2 separate regions of the Anas platyrhynchos genome follow, and region 2 is linked to region 1. Evidence: chromatin contacts called from public Hi-C data. All regions are on one chromosome and are shown on one strand. Each heading gives the region's core, a stretch centred on a gene start, on an enhancer-like site or on the middle of the called end of the contact. The rest is flanking DNA. Distances are from core to core; before and after follow the strand shown.

What was found. A called contact is a pair of places that touch in the nucleus more often than the background predicts.
Region 2: a Hi-C map of liver shows a contact between it and region 1, with 2.4 times the contacts expected there. The contact joins the promoter of DNTTIP2 here to the promoter of DR1 in region 1. A contact is called at or near these places in 2 of 8 Hi-C or Micro-C datasets (liver and skeletal muscle).

What each region holds. Positions count from the first base shown.
Region 1 is chr8:8,497,607-8,502,906 of IASCAAS_PekinDuck_T2T, reverse strand. It overlaps DR1 (down-regulator of transcription 1), which reads right to left and starts at 2,215. Exons shown (of 3, transcript XM_005026565.6): 1 at 1,658-2,215. The coding sequence starts at 1,877. It overlaps LOC101801995 (retinol dehydrogenase 8), which reads right to left. Exons shown (of 6, transcript XM_021276937.4): 5 at 3,929-4,112; 6 at 2,648-3,031. The coding sequence ends at 2,798. LOC113844270 (a long non-coding RNA gene) reads left to right here and starts at 2,869. Exons shown (of 4, transcript XR_003498710.3): 1 at 2,869-2,997.
Region 2 is chr8:8,682,914-8,688,213 of IASCAAS_PekinDuck_T2T, reverse strand. It overlaps DNTTIP2 (deoxynucleotidyltransferase terminal interacting protein 2), which reads left to right and starts at 2,548. Exons shown (of 7, transcript XM_027462911.3): 1 at 2,548-4,478; 2 at 5,235-5,300. The coding sequence starts at 4,374. It overlaps GCLM (glutamate-cysteine ligase modifier subunit), which reads left to right. Exons shown (of 7, transcript XM_027462629.3): 6 at 1-2; 7 at 1,743-2,131. The coding sequence ends at 1,912.

The sequences.
Region 1 (5,300 bases), core at 966-3,465:
CACTAAAAGACAGTCAAAAGAGCAAGTGCCTAGCATGTACGAAGATCAATAAAAGTGCTGAAATGCTGTCCCTATATACAGATCTCTGCTGTTTCCACACCTAACAATCTAGACCCTCATACTTCACAGAAGTACCAGCTGCTAACTGACCAGCACCTGGCACAAGCTAGCAGCACACACACCTCCCCACAGGTGAGGACTGCAGTAAGTCCAGGTACAGTAACTCCCACCTCCAGAAGCACTACAAGAAGGTACTGGAAGAAATTTTCTTCAGCAGTATCTCAATAAAATGGAGAAACCTAGTCTGAAACAAACTTTTACTAAGTCAGATAACACAAAGACACAAGCTCACCAAGATCCTCAGTTGGAAACCACCTGCCGATGATACACACATAGACATTCTGATTTCAGTTTGTCTTCAAAATAAATAAAAAACAATAATCCTCTGACAGCAATAGGTTTTCTAAGAACCACATTTACTGAGCATAAAATACTGCCATACCGGAATTCTTTATTGTGCTCAACCTTAAAGACTACCTCTACCCACATGTTAAGAACTGAGCTCCAAACTTTCAAGGATCACTTGAAAAAACTATCCCTGCATTGAGAAGCATCACACCCAAAGAACATTTCCATGTGCAGGCACCTGCTTGACTCTTCACTCTCTGAGCTTCTGTAACAGAGCTGCTTTGCTAAGCTTCCAGGTATACATCCTTTTTATTTAACATTAAAGCTCACCATATCTTCTTTGCTGTTCATAGCCTTGTCAAGTACTTGAAACACTTCTGGTAAGCAAGCTGATAGGAATCAAATTTTGTTTTGTCTGATTGTTTTAAAACAGGGAATCTAGCAGCCCATTACAAAATGAAACTTTTTTTTTTTTTGACTGACGTGATACCTTCACAGTCCTGGAAATAGCTCTACTGCAAGTACTACAGATTACAGCTCAGCCAGGCAGTGAAATGAAGCACCCTTTCACTATTATTGCTACAAGTTTGTTTGCAGCAGTCCCTGGCTTCAACCATCTTCGCTTAAAAAACAAAGCAAATGGTTTCTGACAAAAGATGCCTGCTGCAGACTTACCCATGAGGGAAGAAAACTCCCTAACTAGGGCAGAAATTAAAGAAAAAGTAAACAAGACACAAAGAGGAAATTTTAATTCAACAATGGGAAATAGAAGGCAACAGCTGAAAAAGATGCAAGGAAATATGTCTCGTTTAAGTGCTCTCTCCATCAGATATGAATTATTAATATTAAATGATCATACTTGGTGGGTAACCCTGGGGAAATATTTTACTCTTTGTAAGGTCCAGACAGGAATGCTCTGGGTTAGAAACCGGACCCCACATATCCAATCGCGTCTCTTTTGTCAGTCTCCAATAACATTCAGTAAGTGCAGGTCTTGCTGTAAAATAAACCTGCACAGCCATTCCAAAACGCAGACCTTATTTCACAGCTACAAAAAAGGTTTATGAAGGCAGTGACTTCTCCCAAAGAATCGCGGACTCCTCTGAATCACTAAACAAGGGCTGATGCCAAGCACGCTCACCACTCACTAGCCACACAGCCAGCCTTCCCTCGCAATGCAAGAAGCCACAGAGGAGAGAGCTGCGCGGGGCCAGGAGCGCCCCGAAGCCCGGCTGCCGCCGGGGCTCACCTTGTATGACGTGCTCGGGGGATATGGTCTTCTTCTCGGACTTGTTGCAGATCTCGTTGGCCTCGGAGGAGATGAGGTGGATGAACTCCGTGCAGCAGTTTACCACCAGCTCCCGGGCGTCGTTCGCCACGCGGACGTTGGGCAGCGTCTCCTTGATCATCTTGTTGATGGCAGCCCGGGGGATGGTCAGGTCGTCGTCGTTCCCCGACGAGGAGGCCATGCTGGCTGCCGCGCTCAGGGGCTCCCCCTCGCCTCCAGCGCGGGGGGACCCGGCGAGGGGCGGCGGGCGGGGAAGGGCCGGGGGCGGCGCTGGGCGAGCGGCGCGCGGCGGGCCGGGAGGCGCGGCGGGGCTCGGGGCTCAGCGCTCCTCCGGCCGCGGCGCCTGCCCCGGCCGCCTCCGCCACATCCTTCGGGGGCCGGCGGCGCCGCCTCAGGAGCGGCCGGCGGGCGGGCGGCCGCAACACCACGCGGGCCCCGCTCCGCTGGGCAGGGCAGGGCCGGGCCGGGCCGAGCTGCGCTGCGCTGCGCGCCCCCGGCTGCGCTCCCCGGCGGCGGCGGCCGGGCCGGTGCTGAGGGCGGCCGCGAGGCGGAAACGCTCTGACTGCGGGCTGCGCGGGGCGGCGCTTCCGCCGGAAGCCGAAGCGCGCTTCCGCCTCCCGCCTCCTCCCGGCCTTCCCGCCCAGCGCCGGAAGCGGCGGCGCCGCGGGGGGCGGGGTCACGTGGGGCGGCCGGGCCGGGCCGGGGGCTGAGGGGAGCGGCACGTGACGCGGACAGGGGGGCGCCGGGGAGGGGCCCGGAACGAGCGCGGGGCTGCGGCTGCGGGGCTGCTGCAGGAACAGGCAGGCAGTGACCCACACACAGCACAGTGTCAGCAGTGAAGAAGCACGGGTTATTTTTTGTATGTATATATTATATTCCGTATATTAAATACTTGAGAACCAGTCAGTGCTTGTTTCCATGAAAACACATCTCTATAAAGCAGACTAAACCTAGAGTTAAGAGGATTTTAATTTTAAGGTCTGGCAAACTAAAGTTGAAGATACATGCATTGAGGTTAATATCTTGGAGCTTACATCAAATCATAAGCCATTTAACAAAATAGTAACTGCAACCAATGTTCCAGTTTACACAATCTCGTGCTTATTGTGAGGGTTTTCCTAGGTCAAAGCTCTTTCTGCTTCTCCACCTTAGCAATTTGATAAAGTTAAGACTTGCACTGAAGATTTTGTCATGATGAAAAACCATTTTGTAGAATATATCAATGGGTAGATCTCCATTTGGATCTGCGTATTTGAGAGTTGTCATCGGCGTGTACAAGGTGTTGGTCTGATGGCGAAAAGGTGGGTTTTCTGCAAGAATTATCTTTACTGTGTGCTGTCAAGAAAGAAAAATGAGATCTTTAAAGAACCCTTACCAAAATAGTAAGTTGAACATTTAGTTTTCAACTAAGGAGAGGAAAAGTGGAAGAATAAAGTTTTAGAACTGTGTAAAATGCTGCATGTAGTTTTATGAAAATGTCATTACATTTTTTTTTCTTAAAATAATGTTAAAGCCAGAAGTACTTATTCACGGTCCTAATTCTGTTCATCTACAGCATGATGATAGCACTTTACACTTAAGTATCCTGCATAGTCCTCCAAAGTTATCCCTGTGGGCCCACAATAGGTGGATACTTTCTCTTACTGTTGACTGGAAAAGGATCAGAACAGTGCGCTTTGCAGCAAGATAGGGAAGCTTCAGGTGACACTTGAAGCTCCTCAGTAGTAGCCAGCACCTGAAATTGTTGTCCCCTTCCTGCAGACAGCCCTAAACACCAGGAACTATGTCCAGGTATTTTCTATTATGCCTTGGTGTTGTACGGTAGCCAAATGAACTTCATATTAGCCTTGCATTAGTGAAGGGAGTATTAGTGAGATAGAGAGGCTTTAAACAAAGGTTCCCAAAGGTAGGAACCCTGCAGAGACAGAAGGTAGCACTGTGGGATGCCCAGACTTCACTGGGTCCGTGTCCCCAGTCACGTGTAAGTTACAGTTCACAATAGTCTTAAATTGCAAAATGAACATTCTTTTAATGTTCTTACTGGTTTTGTTTAAGACTTGAAATTCTCTCAAGGTTTTTAAAATTATTTTAAATTACATAAATTCCATGTACTTAAATCTTAACACTTCTACAAAACAAACAAACAAAAACAAACAAAAAAACACATCACCAACCAACTGGTGCATTCTTAAATTAAAAATATACAAGAGAAGAGATTTGTTGGTAGGTTACCTCTGCAACATCCTCAGCACTTTGTCCCAGGCTCTGGAAAATTTGTTTGTAATTTTTAAGGTAAATATTAGTAAACATCTCAGCTGTTTCCTCATCTGCAGCTGAAAGATCCATTTTCATTCCATCTTCAAACACTTTTCTTTCAAACTCTGTAATCACTGGGCCTGGTTCAATCAGACTTAACCTATTCAAAAGCCAAGATATACTGATTACGGACTACTCTCCTCATGGGAAACACACCTCTCTATACTTCTTTAAAAAGTACATTAAAGAATTGCAGTCTTGATTACATGCTAGCAAGCAATGTTAACATTATATTTTGACAAGGTGATCAATAACATGTTGAATTTATTCAATGAATACTGAATTATTGAAACTCCTACCCATCCCCATAGATCAGAAAGTCTGTAGAGCTTAAATTTCAGGGAAGCACAGCAACTTAGTTCATATGGAAGTGCATACAGTTGCTACCTGCCGTCTCACAGATGTAGAATCTGAAAATTATTTATCCACAAGAATTTCAGAAGTACAAAGAAAAAATAACTTCAGGATCATAAAGTTAATATATATATATATATATATATATACACATATATATATACACATATATATATGGACAAAATCCTACATAGATTTGCTACAGCTTTCTCATGATAATATTAGAAGTAGATTAAAGTTGCAAAAACATGGATTTTATTTGTCAAGCTGTCAATATCACATAACTCAAGATTCCCCTACAATACCATATAAAACAAAATACTGAGAATTTTGCTGTTGATAGACCAATTTGGCTGCTGCCAAATATGGAAAAATTGATTTTGATACTGGTCAGATCTTTTCTGGTTCTACTCTCAGACAGTAATTATCCCCAGTCACAACTTCTAAGAAGACACTCCTTGGGATAGGACCTCTTCATAGGGTTGAATTTTGGGCAGGCTCTTCTTTAGAACTAAATCTACAATTGACCTTGGCAGCAGAATTCCAACTGCTGCTGGAATAAAAGCCTTTTCTCCTGCATCACTCTTCACACTGGACCTTGAACTTTTCCTGTACTACATTCTGCACACTACATTTTTTAAACCTTCTTTTTTTCTGTTTTTGCTTTTTATTATTACAATACTCATTTTAAATCTCTCCAGGCTTTTCAGAGATTTATACAAAATCAAAGTTTGATTTATACAAAATCAAAGTCATGTAATCCCATGACAGCAGCTGTCTCTTCTCCCACTGTACAGGAGCTAAACACTCAAGCATACAGAGATGCAAGGGATGTTTAACCGTTGTTGGACTTCACACAAAGAACGGTGGGAGAATTATACCAAAGTGAATACATTTGACAAATCACTGAAGTCCCATAGACAACAAACAGGAC
Region 2 (5,300 bases), core at 1,299-3,798, 180 kb before region 1:
AGGTAAGGCTTGTCTGAACAAGTTAACAGAAAACTTCTGAAGTGCTCAGACACTTCATGATAACAGAAGACTTCTAAATGCATTTATTCAGTACAACATCAGGAACGATCTTTCTCTGAACTCTAAATTTCGTTACATTTGAGTCCTGAACTTTTAGAAGTTTCACCTTCATAAAATATTTCTATTAAGTTCTTGCTTTCCCTTCCAGGAAGGGAAGGGGTTGGGAGGCAGTCTCCCAGCCTGGTATAGTATTTTGAGATAGTTTTAATCAGAGAAAATGAAGTAAATAGAAGAATAAAGAACTGAGAGATTTTTGCAATGTATTTTTCAAAAATAGATTATTTCTATAAGTCATAGAACAAAATGACAGTTGTATTGATGAAGAACAGTAAATGACAAGTGAAAGTTCACTTGCCTGGAATTTTTCTGTCAAAAAACTTGTATAAAAATGTCAATGGTCAGTTGATTTTTTTTGGGGGGGGTAATGGTAGACATTAAATTATAAACTTCAAGCAGGAGTCTCTCAAAATAGTGATGACTTGTTATTACAAAGAGAGTTGGTGTAAATTCTTTAGTTGTTTAGTGCAGTGATTCATCTATGAAATGATTGAAGGACTGTTAGACTTCCTATAGACTCTTGAACTCCGAGTTATCAGCTCACTAGAATATTCTGGGATATTGCATTTGTTTCTCTCAAAACTTATCATCCTCACTGTAATGATGCCTTAAATATCTTGCTGGAGCTGTAAGCCAGAGGTCTTAAACAATACTTAGTTTATTTCTTCTCTGTACTCTTCCTTATGACCGGCTATTCATGATGACCATACTTTTCTTTTCTTCTCCTGTTTTAACATCCTCCCCAACAAAGAAAAAAATGTATGAAATGCTGTTTATTAAGTACCATGTTTTACTTTATCATTGTCATAGCTAATTAATTCCATCAGTGCTTGAATATGTAGCAGCCTATAAGATGAATTGCTATTATATTTGTTAGATTCTATGTCCAAAACAAAGCCTGCAATTTCATAAATACTGCCTATCAAGAGTCATGAAATGAAGAAGAGGAGTTAAATTGAAAACAAAGCAAGGAGTCATTCCCACATGCATTGTTTGCTAAGCATTATTTTTCTGTCTTGGTCAGCTGAAGAGCATTGAGACTATCTTTTGGGAGCACTCCTCTACAAAGATTGTTGCCTTGACTGACTTTCCAGAGGAAACTAGGAAAAATTGTATTTGCCTTCCTTTTCTGCCTTGTGGCATTTAAGCCTTATTTTTCTTAATGCTTTCTTGGCTTTTGCTTATTATGAGCCCAGTTATGGGAGATGCTATAAATGTTGAGCTTCCCGTGACTGCGGAAGTAACTCAGTACTTTGCTGATTTCAGACTTACGCTTTGTTCTCTTCTCGTTTGTCTGGCTAGCTTCTCAATTTTAATTTTTGCTGTTTTCCTGCTAATAGCTCTGCTGATCAAGTCCGTTTGATATTGTAGAAATCTCAGTTTATTAGTTCTGTGGGAAATACTCAGTGTTGAAAAAACAACAACAAAAAAACTTGTCATGAAGATTTCTTCTGTAATGTTCAACAGCTTTTACCTTGCATGCATTCTGGAAGAGTGGATCTGTGGAGTATCTAGCACTGCTTAAGATTTTTGACTGTAGGCAAAAGCTTCTCTTACTAAGTGTTGCTTTTTGCAGCTGTTTACATGACATTGTTTAAAGCATGAATATCCCTTTTTAACTTCAGAATTACTTTGTGAAGCAAGCTTCCGAGAAGTTCTTCAGGAAAGCATCCAGAACGTCAAAGCACACGAATGGATTCCTTTATGGATTCTCCGATATTCAGTCATTGTTAAAAGCAGAGGAATTATCAAGTCCAAAGGCTATATCATGCAAGCTAAAAGAATTGCCTCTTAAAACACTCTCATCCTTTTTTTCTTCTTTGAAATGGCCTACTGTTTTAATTTCTTGGGGATGGGGGAACATTGTTTTTTCCTAGAGAGATTTTTACAGCATTTATAACAAAGACCAAAAGTTGTAATTATTCAGTGTGATGTTAGCAGGAGTGTCTGCAGTGTTCTAACACTATTTTTCTTTCTTAACCTATTAACCAGTTCATTAAAAATATGAAATATTTTGGGTTTATTGTTTTTAATTGAAATGATCTATAAGAAACAGTTCAAAATATTTCTTTGTATGACCAGTTCACTGTAAAAGTTACCATATTTTAGCTACCATTAGGTAGTATAGAGAAACAGATATATTTTTAAAATTTAATTTCTATTAAATAATAGTTATTGATATGGTAGGTACCTAGATTTAAAGCATTCAAGGACTAGTTTTTATAGAAAATTGTCATATTTCATGAAAAAATATTCTGAAAAAAATAAACTATCTTGTTACTTCATGTGTATGTACAGGTAAATCAGCTATTTAATTTGTGTGGATGGGAAAATTGGTTTATTTTTAATACTGTGTAAGAGACCTCTGATTTAGAAAAGACGCATCTTCCAAATTACTTTCTATTACTTGAATTCCTTCTGGCTTCTTTGTGCCTCAATATTGTTTTAGTGTTTGCACAAGTGATGACATCTTTACAGTTTGAAATAGAAAACGTTTTATTGTGTGAGTGTTTAAAATAAGAACTGGAAACAAATGATGAGAAATCTGTTAATCAGAATTCAAATTGTACCTGGCGTGTCCTCAGCTGTTTGGTGTTATCTTTTTGTTTTTTTTTGATACTTGGAAACTACGCAATTGGAATCAGTCGAGTGAGAACATGTTTGCTGCATGATCATGTAAAATGGATTATTATTTTGGGGTTGCCTAGGAAACTTCCTTGCTTGAGTGCCATTCAGAAATGATGCTAGCAAGGGTTCGTTAAACTTAGGTATATTTCTGTTTGGCAGTAGCTTAATGCACTGGCTTTGGTATCTTGGGGAGATTGCTGCAGCTAAGGCAAGGCTTCTGGTTTAAAAATAGTCTTTCTATTGAAAATGCCTTTTAATTTGCTTAGCGTTTTAATCAGACTATATTACAGAAGCTCAAACTGTATTTCAGCATGGGCTCTAAGTGTCTAAAATCAAATACTCCTTTTCCTTTTGATTTCAGGTAGGAGTAGGGCTTTATACTGTTAGTGGGTAACTTATTTGTACATATTTTGAGCTTCAGACTGTAAGGAAATAAATCTTCACCAACGTCTTTTAAATTCTGTTGTGCAGCAGCTAGTAGAATTTGAATGCTTTTAGGCACTGTCTAGAAATATTAGCTTACTATAAACCATTCCACTAAGTTAAAATACAAATTTTAATAAAGATACCTTTGAGTCCTTAATCATCTTATCTGTATGTGGCAAACTCTAGGAAATTCTCATGAATTACTTCAATTGTTTTGATAAATAAGAGGGAGAGAACTAGAACTAGTAATGTACCAATAAAATGTTTATTTTTTTCTCCTAATCAAAATGTATGTTTTTTTTATGTCGGGTTAGCGTGTATCAGATTTTGAAAAGGAGTTGCATTTTAAATTTCTGTACTAGCTCTGAGACGAGTGCTGCTGCTGATTAACCACTGTAATTTGACTGTTGACATTCTGTATGCTATTAGACTTGCATGTGTGTTCAGTTTTATACACTGAAATTCCATAAAATTAGAATTGTGCTAAAATAATGTTCAGGTTGCCCTAATGGAAAAAATATTTTTTTCCTGACTATAAGCTGTTAACAGGTATTTCGCTGTAGAAAAGTACTTTTGAAGACACAATATTATTTTTGTAGTGGCGCTAAGTGCATAACAATTTATCGGGTTTTCATTATTTGTGTATCAAGGTGGGAAATTGGCAAAATTGAATTAAAAATTGTAGGCTTTTATGCTATGTATAACTTTATGTTGATAATAGTATTTTACACTGAGACTTTGTCATGAAATGGTCTTAACTGTGTTTTTATGCTTGAGGATTTCCCTGTAAAATGGCACACCTCAGCCTTTATGTAACAGAAGGGGCACTGCCTGCTGCGTGCTTTGATCATCTGAAGATGCCACGTTCACAGATTTAATATACTGGATACAGGGGGGGGGGGGACAAAAAACCACCACCACCGTTGTCATTAGTGAAGATCCGTTAACTAACGTTGTGGTTTCCCATCCTTCTCTACGCTTGCCTAGACCCTATTCTTGCACCACTCCTTAACCAGAGCTGAAGGTGAACACAGAAGCCCCCGGGTTCCTTTCCGGTGCCTTTTCGTGCCAGGCGGACCCGGCCCTGCGGCTGCTCCGCCACTTTCTGGCGTTTGGCTGCTTCAGCGGCGCTGTCCCGCAGGGGGCCGAGCTCCCTGCCGCTGCCGGCCGCTCCGGAAGGGGCTGGGCACGGCGCGGCCAAGATGGTGGCCACCAGGCAGGCAGCGAGGCGGCGGGGACAGGCGCCGCCGGCGGCGGCTGGAGACACCGGCAGCACCCCCGGGCCCCGGCCCGCCGGGGCGGCGGAGGTGAGGGTGGGGGCTGGGCCGGGAGGGAGAGAGGGCGGGCGGCGGCCCCGAGCTCCGGCGGGCGGGCTGCGGCGTGAGGCGCGGTGCTGCGGCAGCCATCTTCCCTCTGCCCCCCTTCCCTTGCTGTGAGCTGAGCGCCTGTCTGGAGCTTTTTCACGAGACGCGGGCACGATGCTGTCAATATTGACCGCTCAGATAGCATGTTTTATGGTGATCCGACGTTATGTTATGCTTCGGGAAGATCCTGCTGCTGCACAATGCTTTTTCCGAGTTTTTTCTACGATTTTGACTTGTTTTCAAGGGTAACTTACAAGCATAATTGAAGCAGATTGTGCCTGGTGTTGCAGTTGCCGTGAGACCAGTCTGTTCCTAAAGCTGTTAAAAATGGATTCAGAAACCTTTTAAGTCTAATTTGTAGTCGAGCAAATCTGCATGTGTTTCAGAATGTCACTTCTGGATTTATTTCCTATGACAGCTTGCCAGAATTTTGTGGAATGAGACAGAAGGTATCTTTTTATTTATATTTCTTAATGCAGTGGTTTGCTTTGCTTTGTCTTGACCAAAAGACAGTAAACAAATGGATAAGAAAGGAATGGTTTATTAATGCTCCTTTGACATAGATAGTTACTTGGAGAGTTTTAACACATTATCAGCATGACTAGATTTGTGTAAAAAAAGATTGTTAGTGGTTTGCATAGCATAATTTTTATGAGATTATCTTATCCATTAATAACAGATTTTTCATTTTCTTTCTAGATGACATCTGCTGAAATTGGTACTTCTGTATCTACAAAGATGCCCAGAAGGAGTAGAGCAATTTGT